Regions from separate parts of the Mus musculus genome. Here region 1 is linked to region 2. The links are chromatin contacts, called in public Hi-C maps. All regions are on one chromosome and are shown on one strand. The core of a region is the stretch at or near the end of the contact, and the rest is flanking DNA. Distances in the headings are between cores, read along the strand shown. Region 1 overlaps Fbxw7 (F-box and WD-40 domain protein 7). Region 2 has its middle 55 kb from the start of Trim2.

What was found. Hi-C and Micro-C count contacts between places; a contact is called where the count stands out from the background.
Region 1: a contact with region 2 is called in a Hi-C map of bone marrow-derived macrophages, with 13 read pairs. The contact joins two enhancer-like sites. A contact is called at or near these places in 1 of 484 Hi-C or Micro-C datasets (bone marrow-derived macrophages) and 2 of 9 other capture datasets (liver and macrophages).

What each region holds. Positions count from the first base shown.
Region 1 is chr3:84,934,328-84,937,399 of GRCm38.p6, reverse strand. All of the region lies in intron 4 of Fbxw7 (F-box and WD-40 domain protein 7), which reads right to left. Among named protein-coding and RNA genes, the nearest start is that of Gm40080, 57 kb to the right of the region's middle. Within about 2 kb of position 1,484, at least 13 of the 459 cell types and tissues checked have an H3K27ac peak or open chromatin away from gene starts, as enhancers often do. A contact at or near this core is called in bone marrow-derived macrophages, where this site is marked.
Region 2 is chr3:84,313,004-84,316,331 of GRCm38.p6, reverse strand. No RefSeq gene overlaps it. Among named protein-coding and RNA genes, the nearest start is that of Trim2, 55 kb to the right of the region's middle. Within about 2 kb of position 1,586, at least 91 of the 459 cell types and tissues checked have an H3K27ac peak or open chromatin away from gene starts, as enhancers often do. A contact at or near this core is called in bone marrow-derived macrophages, where this site is marked.

The sequences.
Region 1 (3,072 bases), core at 235-2,734, 620 kb before region 2:
ATTTAAAAAATATTCAAAACAATAATTCTAAAAATAGTAAGAATTATTACTATATCAGAAGTAAAAGTAAGATATACTGGTATTGAGAACTCATCTCGCTCTTTAGCCACATGGGCTTGAGGACGTGAGCTCTTGTTAGAGCCACACACACTTCCTATGGACTCTTTCGTTGCCACCACAGCAACCCTATGAGATAGTAGTAATCTCTCCATTTACTCAGCTGATTTACTAAGGCTCACTTAGTAAAGGAAAGAGTAAGAGCTCACGCCCAGGTTTGGACAGCACCACCATCCACATACTTAATCTCTCTGCTCTTCTGACATGAGCCAACAGTGAAGCCTGGGTTTGCTTTGTTCACTGTTGATTCTCAGTGTGTCAAGTAGTCCTCAGATCACAGGAAGAAAGCATCGAGAACAACAAATACATGGGAAACAACTGCTCAGTTCTCTCTCACTGAAGTCAGAAAAAAAAAAAACCTGCAAAAATCTATAACAAAGTTTGTAATAATCTCACTACTTAAATATTGAAAAATAGTATTTATCAATTGAAGAATCTTAAAGTAAGACTATATATTATTCTAGGTTTTGTTTGCTTGACAAGTTGACAAAAAAACCTCTCACATTCTTGAAAAGTTCTTATAAAGCAGTTAAAAACAAACTGTACTGATTTTAATAGTTTGCAATTTTTCATGAATTAGTTACATTTTGTTGTCTAACTACAGATGAATTTTACCCTTTAAATTAACATTTCCTTGACTTCAAATACAAATTAAGGACTCTGTAAAACAAGAGTTTTGCATAATCCACATAAGAACCTGAATTGGACTTCACAAAGCAGGTGCAACCATGCATTTAAAAGTCAGATAGATTGTTATCATTTGTCCAAGAACAAGGCTGCAACTGCAACTGTTTAAAAATCCTCAAATTCAGACAAGATTTACAAAAACGGTGCAATACTGCCCCTATATGTTCACTGTAGTAGTAACAATGACATTTTACATCTAAACTGGTAAAGATTTCTGTGGATGATTGAAAAGCTGTTTGGGCTTAAATTGCTCACAAATAAACTATTATTATGAACCACCCACACACAAAAACGTAAATAAGCACAGGAATAACAAATTTCAATTTCCACACTCAAGACCTGTAAGGAAGAAATTTAAGGTAACAGTGTTATTCAACATTTCTATATTTTTTTTCTTCTCAAAACAGAACTGAGTACCATCATATAAAGATATCACAACCCAAAACTAACTGTCCATGTCCTTTTAGGATCAGTATTTAACCTTTTCTGTCTTGGGTTTCTTTTGGCTTATATCCATTTATCTCAGATAGGTGATTGCTATTATCTCAGTAGAAAATTGTATCCTACATTTCAACACTCCTGGATTACTTGATTATTATTTAACTGGCCAGTGTGCTGGGGACAGTAAGTTAGGCAACTTTCGCACAGTCAGGGAGAGGGAGAGCAGAGGACTTGATTCTGACCCAGAGATGACTCAGAGGCAAACCACTGGGATGTGACTGACAGGACACTAAAGACTCTCTAACAAAAAAAGTCTTGCTGTAGAAACATGAGTAGAGGAAAATCATGTATATTTTTTTAAAATAGAATTCAAACTGTATTTTCTGTACTAGAATTTCTGAGAACAGATTATATATTTTACTAAGGGCTACAACAATTCAAAGTGTGTCTGTCCATGTATGTGTATATACTTGTGAAGAAACTTTAACATAAAATACAAGTGTATAATAAAAGAGGGCTGGGAGATGGCTCTGCAGCTAAGAGTGTGTGCTGGGTTTGTGGAGGACCTGAGTTTGGCTCTAAGCACTCATTAGGTGGCTTACAACAACTTGGATCTCCACTTCTAGGTGATCCAATATCTCTGGCCTCTGTGGAGCCCTGTATACATGTACACACACACACACACACACACACACACACACACACACACACACACACACAAAGTGTCTGCTGACACATTGTATTTTGGCACAACCCAAATACAAATGCATCCTGTAACTATAATGGTTATCTTGCTTATTTAATACCTATCTGATGAATGAATGAAATCATGTACCTATGGTTTTGTTTTTGAGACAGGGTCCCACTAGGCAGCCCAAGTTGAGTTGAGATCATATATCTTCCAATCTTAATTCCAAGTGTTGCATCAGTACATAGTATCCAGCTTGTCCTTCTGGTGTTTTTGACATATGACTATAGAACGATAACAGGAGATACATCTCTCAAGAGACAGAAAGGCCATCAGTAGTTCCTTATGGGAGGCCACTCTGTCTTATCCATCTACAATACTAGCAAAATGCAGATAACAGACATAATCTGTAATGGAAGGTTAAACTTAATTTAGCTTTGCTCTTATTTTAATGTGCAGACCGTCAAAAGTGGCTGGGGTTCCTTCCCATCATTTAATGTATATATCTGCCATATTTTAATCACTGATGAAAATATTTTAACTGCAAACTGTCATTATACTACATTGACCTATCTGTAACTAGGTAATAGATTTAGGTGTTTATCCATGCAATGTATGCTTTAAATTCATACATACACAGAGACTTAAGAGAGAGTTCAAACCGTCCTGAAATCTCCAAGAGTCTTCAAGTTTTACATATAAATGATAGTTATGAATGTTACAGTTCAACAGGCTTGGTTCTCTAACTCTGAAGACAGCTGCATTCATGCATGCGCATTTTGAAAGATAATGCACTTATGTGCATTTTGATGTGCACTTCAGAAAGATAATACGGCACATAAACTACATATTACAAAAACTTCTAGCACATTACATTATTTCTGCAGCAAAATAATCACTTAGATAAGTATTAAAGGAGGCCATCATACGTCAACTTTAAGTCTTTTAAGTCTTAGTTTCTAGGACTTGTTAGATTTCTGGTGTGCAGGCAAGGGGCCGTGCAGACTTATTTCAAACAATTTACTCTGCCAGGAACTTACTTCCAAGTTTATTTTTAGAGTATTTTTTTATTTGTTGTTCACTCTACCAGTCTTGACATTCAACTCATTTCTTAAAATGCAAGTTGCAGGTGTGAGTAC
Region 2 (3,328 bases), core at 337-2,836:
TTGAGTTTATTTGCAAACCCTCTGCCATGTTCCCCAGACCCCACTCGGTGTTTCTTATCCCTCTGCGATGCCAAAGGAAGTTAAAGATCTCAGGAAGCAAGATGGGCCTTCTATCACAGTTTCCTACGCAATCTCAGCACCTCAGATCCCACAACCTGCCGGTCTATAAAGGGCCCAGGATGAAAATTCAGGAGCTATATTGTAACAAGAAGTAACTGAAGTGCTTGAAAGCTGTGCTCAGGGGAACAGCATGACTCTGCTGTGTGGGGGATGTATTGGGGTCTGTGTGTCTCAGCCTAGACTCATGGTCTAAAAGACAGGGAACCAAGACAGCCCTGCTCGGCCAGGTAGCCCGTGTGTACAGTGATGTACAGTAGGCACCCTTCCATGGGTCTCCCTCCTAATCCTGGGAAGGGGTGACTCTGCTGGGAGAGGGGAGGCAGAACCACGCTTGCCTGAGATACCTCTTCATCAGAAAGGATGCCCAAAGCACGTACCCATATGCAGGTAGCCTTTTCCCAATGCCCTGGTGTCTTTAAAGGAGACTCACTTCATTTAATACTTTAGGTTCCTTAGGCCAAGAGATACCCATGCAGATAATACTCCAGAACTCGAAAGCTCTTTAGGTAATTGCATCTAAAAATATCCTCTGGACAGGCATGCCGAATTAAATGTGTAATACAGTGAGAGCAGCCCTAAGAAACCCAGCAGCCCAGCAGCAAAGCTTTGGCAAACTGGGTGACCTGATTATTTGTCTGTTTCTGGGTCTTTATCATGTGCTATAATGCATTATCTCTGCTGACCAAAGCTGCTGTCTTCTGCTTTGGTACAAGGAGTGTGTGGGGGCTGGGGGGGGGGGTGGCACTTAGCCCCACCTAAGCTGCCTCTGGGGAGACTGGAGTACTACTGCTTGCTGCAAGAAAGAAACACAGAACTAAGACACTGTTGATAGCAGAATCTTCAAACCCAGTAAGTAAACAAGAGGCTTGAGTTTCCTGGCATGAGAGTGCTCCTCTTGGGAGATCTTGCTGTCTTTGCATTACTGGGTGTTTGCTGTTTCTTAAAAGATGGACCGTGAAAGCCATCTGATTAAACTTGGGTGGGGCTACTTGAGTGGATGAGGTGTGTCTTCATTGGTAAACAAAAATAAACTTTAAAAAAGGAAGCCGGGCCCCGTGCCGGGACAAGCTAGGGTGGAATCTCCATCAAACAGGATTTGTGTCAGGCTCAAGCTGGCCCTCTGCCTGCCATTCTGGGAAGAAATTCATGCAGATTGGAGTGCTGAGTCTTCAGACATCAGGGTGGAATCCCCATGCCAGGCATACAGTATCTTTGAAACAAGTAACCATATGCTTTCAAGTATCTGACTTCATTTTATATTCAGCTCACTTGCATGCAGGCATGCACACGCTGGGGTTGACTGAGCACGTCTGTGGCAGGCTGCAGCCGGATCATGAAGATAGGGGAGGCAGCGCTTGAATGTTAAGTTTCTTTTGAGTTTTGTGACTATACTTCTCTCTGCTCAGTTTGGACCGCTGAGTTAGCTGCTTTTGTTCTTGGCTGCTACACTGTGGCCAGATGATTTTTTTGAGCATCCTGGAGAACTAGTGCCCTCTTGTGGACAATGCACTAATCTCAGATTCAGTACATGTCAGATTTCCTAAAGGGCCTTATATTTAAATATTCTTGGCAGAGAACACAGAAGGAAGTTTGATGTTCTCTGAACGCAGAGAACAAACTTTTATGTTAAGAAAAATGACTTGATTTGGAACTTTGGGTCAGGGAGTCTATTACTTAATAGTGTTTCCTAAGAAGTTATAGCTTTATATTATAGTCCACCCCCCAACCCCGTGTGTGTGTGTGTGTGTGTGTGTGTGTGTGTGTGTGTGTGTGTGTGTGTGTGTGTTGGATGTAAAGCCCTTATCTGGCATGCTTTATTTGTAGCACTCAGGAGGCAGAGACAGGCTGATCTCTGAGTTTGAGGCCAGACTGGTCTACAGAGTGGATTCCAAGACAGCTAGGACTATAGAGAGAAATACTGTCTCAACAAATGGGGGGGGGGGGGAGGGGAGGGGGAGGGGAAAGGGAGGGGAGGGTGAAAAGGAGGGGAAGAGGGAGACCTTTCCATAAAGACAGCTGGCTCTTTTGAATCTCTATAGGGTAAGCACTTGCTGTAAATGCCAAGCCATACTGCTGTTTTAGGTATTCACACATGTTACAAAACACCCCAGGCAATCTCCTTCACAGCCCTAACAGCTCCTGGTCAAAGATGAAGTGTGTCTCTCACAGTCTTCCCAGAGGGAACGCCTCAGGAGCGAGGCTCCATGTTAAGTGTTGGACACTTAGTAAGGACCTGGTAGGTGTCTGCTCTCCTCAGGTTTATTGGTGACCTTTTCAGCTCGCAGGTCACCAGACCCAACAGTCACCATGCTAAGTTCTTGGCTGGACTCTAGAAGTGGATAAGAGTGGCGGGAAGCAAATGAGGTCGCAGAGTCTGGTTCACTGTAAGAGACAACCTAGAAATCCCCCAATGTAGGATGCTGCGAGTAATCACACAGCAAGTGCGCCGAGCAACATCACTAGTAAAGAGCTAGAGACCCCTCTCCTGCCAGGGTCGTCTTCAAGCTGCCACTTTCCTCTGGCAGGGGTCTCTCCTGACGCAGACTGCAGGCCACTTCCTTGTTTCTCGATCATTTTGTCGCCCGCATGTGCAAGCCTTATCTATAGTTCAGCTTGTACCACTCCATTTCGTGTAACTTCACACTGTATCTTTCCAGTTGGTTCCTTTCCAGCCCTGCCCTTTCTGTGTTTTGTTTTGTTTTGTTTTGTTTTGTTTTGTTTTGTTTTGTTTTAAAACTGTGATTTGGACCCAGGGCCACACACATGTTAGGAAAGTACTGTACCACCCCGGTATATCTCCGATCCCTCTGTCACTTTTTATTCTGAGACAGGGTCTCTCCAAGTTGCCCAAGAAGGTCTTAGAAATTCCTTAAAGAACCCAGAGAACAACTCAGTGACCCACAGGGGTCACTGGTCAGTTTCTTAGTGTCTTGGTCTTCCTCCGTATTTCATCATTTCCTGCACCTCAGGGGTTGGAACAGATGCATGCTTGATCCCTATACAGGACACTAGATGGCGCCATATCCTTCCACTCGTAGCACATCAAGCTAATTGTCTCTGAAGCCATCAACTGTTGATGCTGGAAGGCTAGATTCATTATTTATTCCCGGGAGGTCTTCAGAACGGTGATATCTGAATTTCGCCATTTGGTGTTTGAGGATATATCTTGGTAATGGTTCATTCATCTAGCATGTGCGAGGCCCTGGGG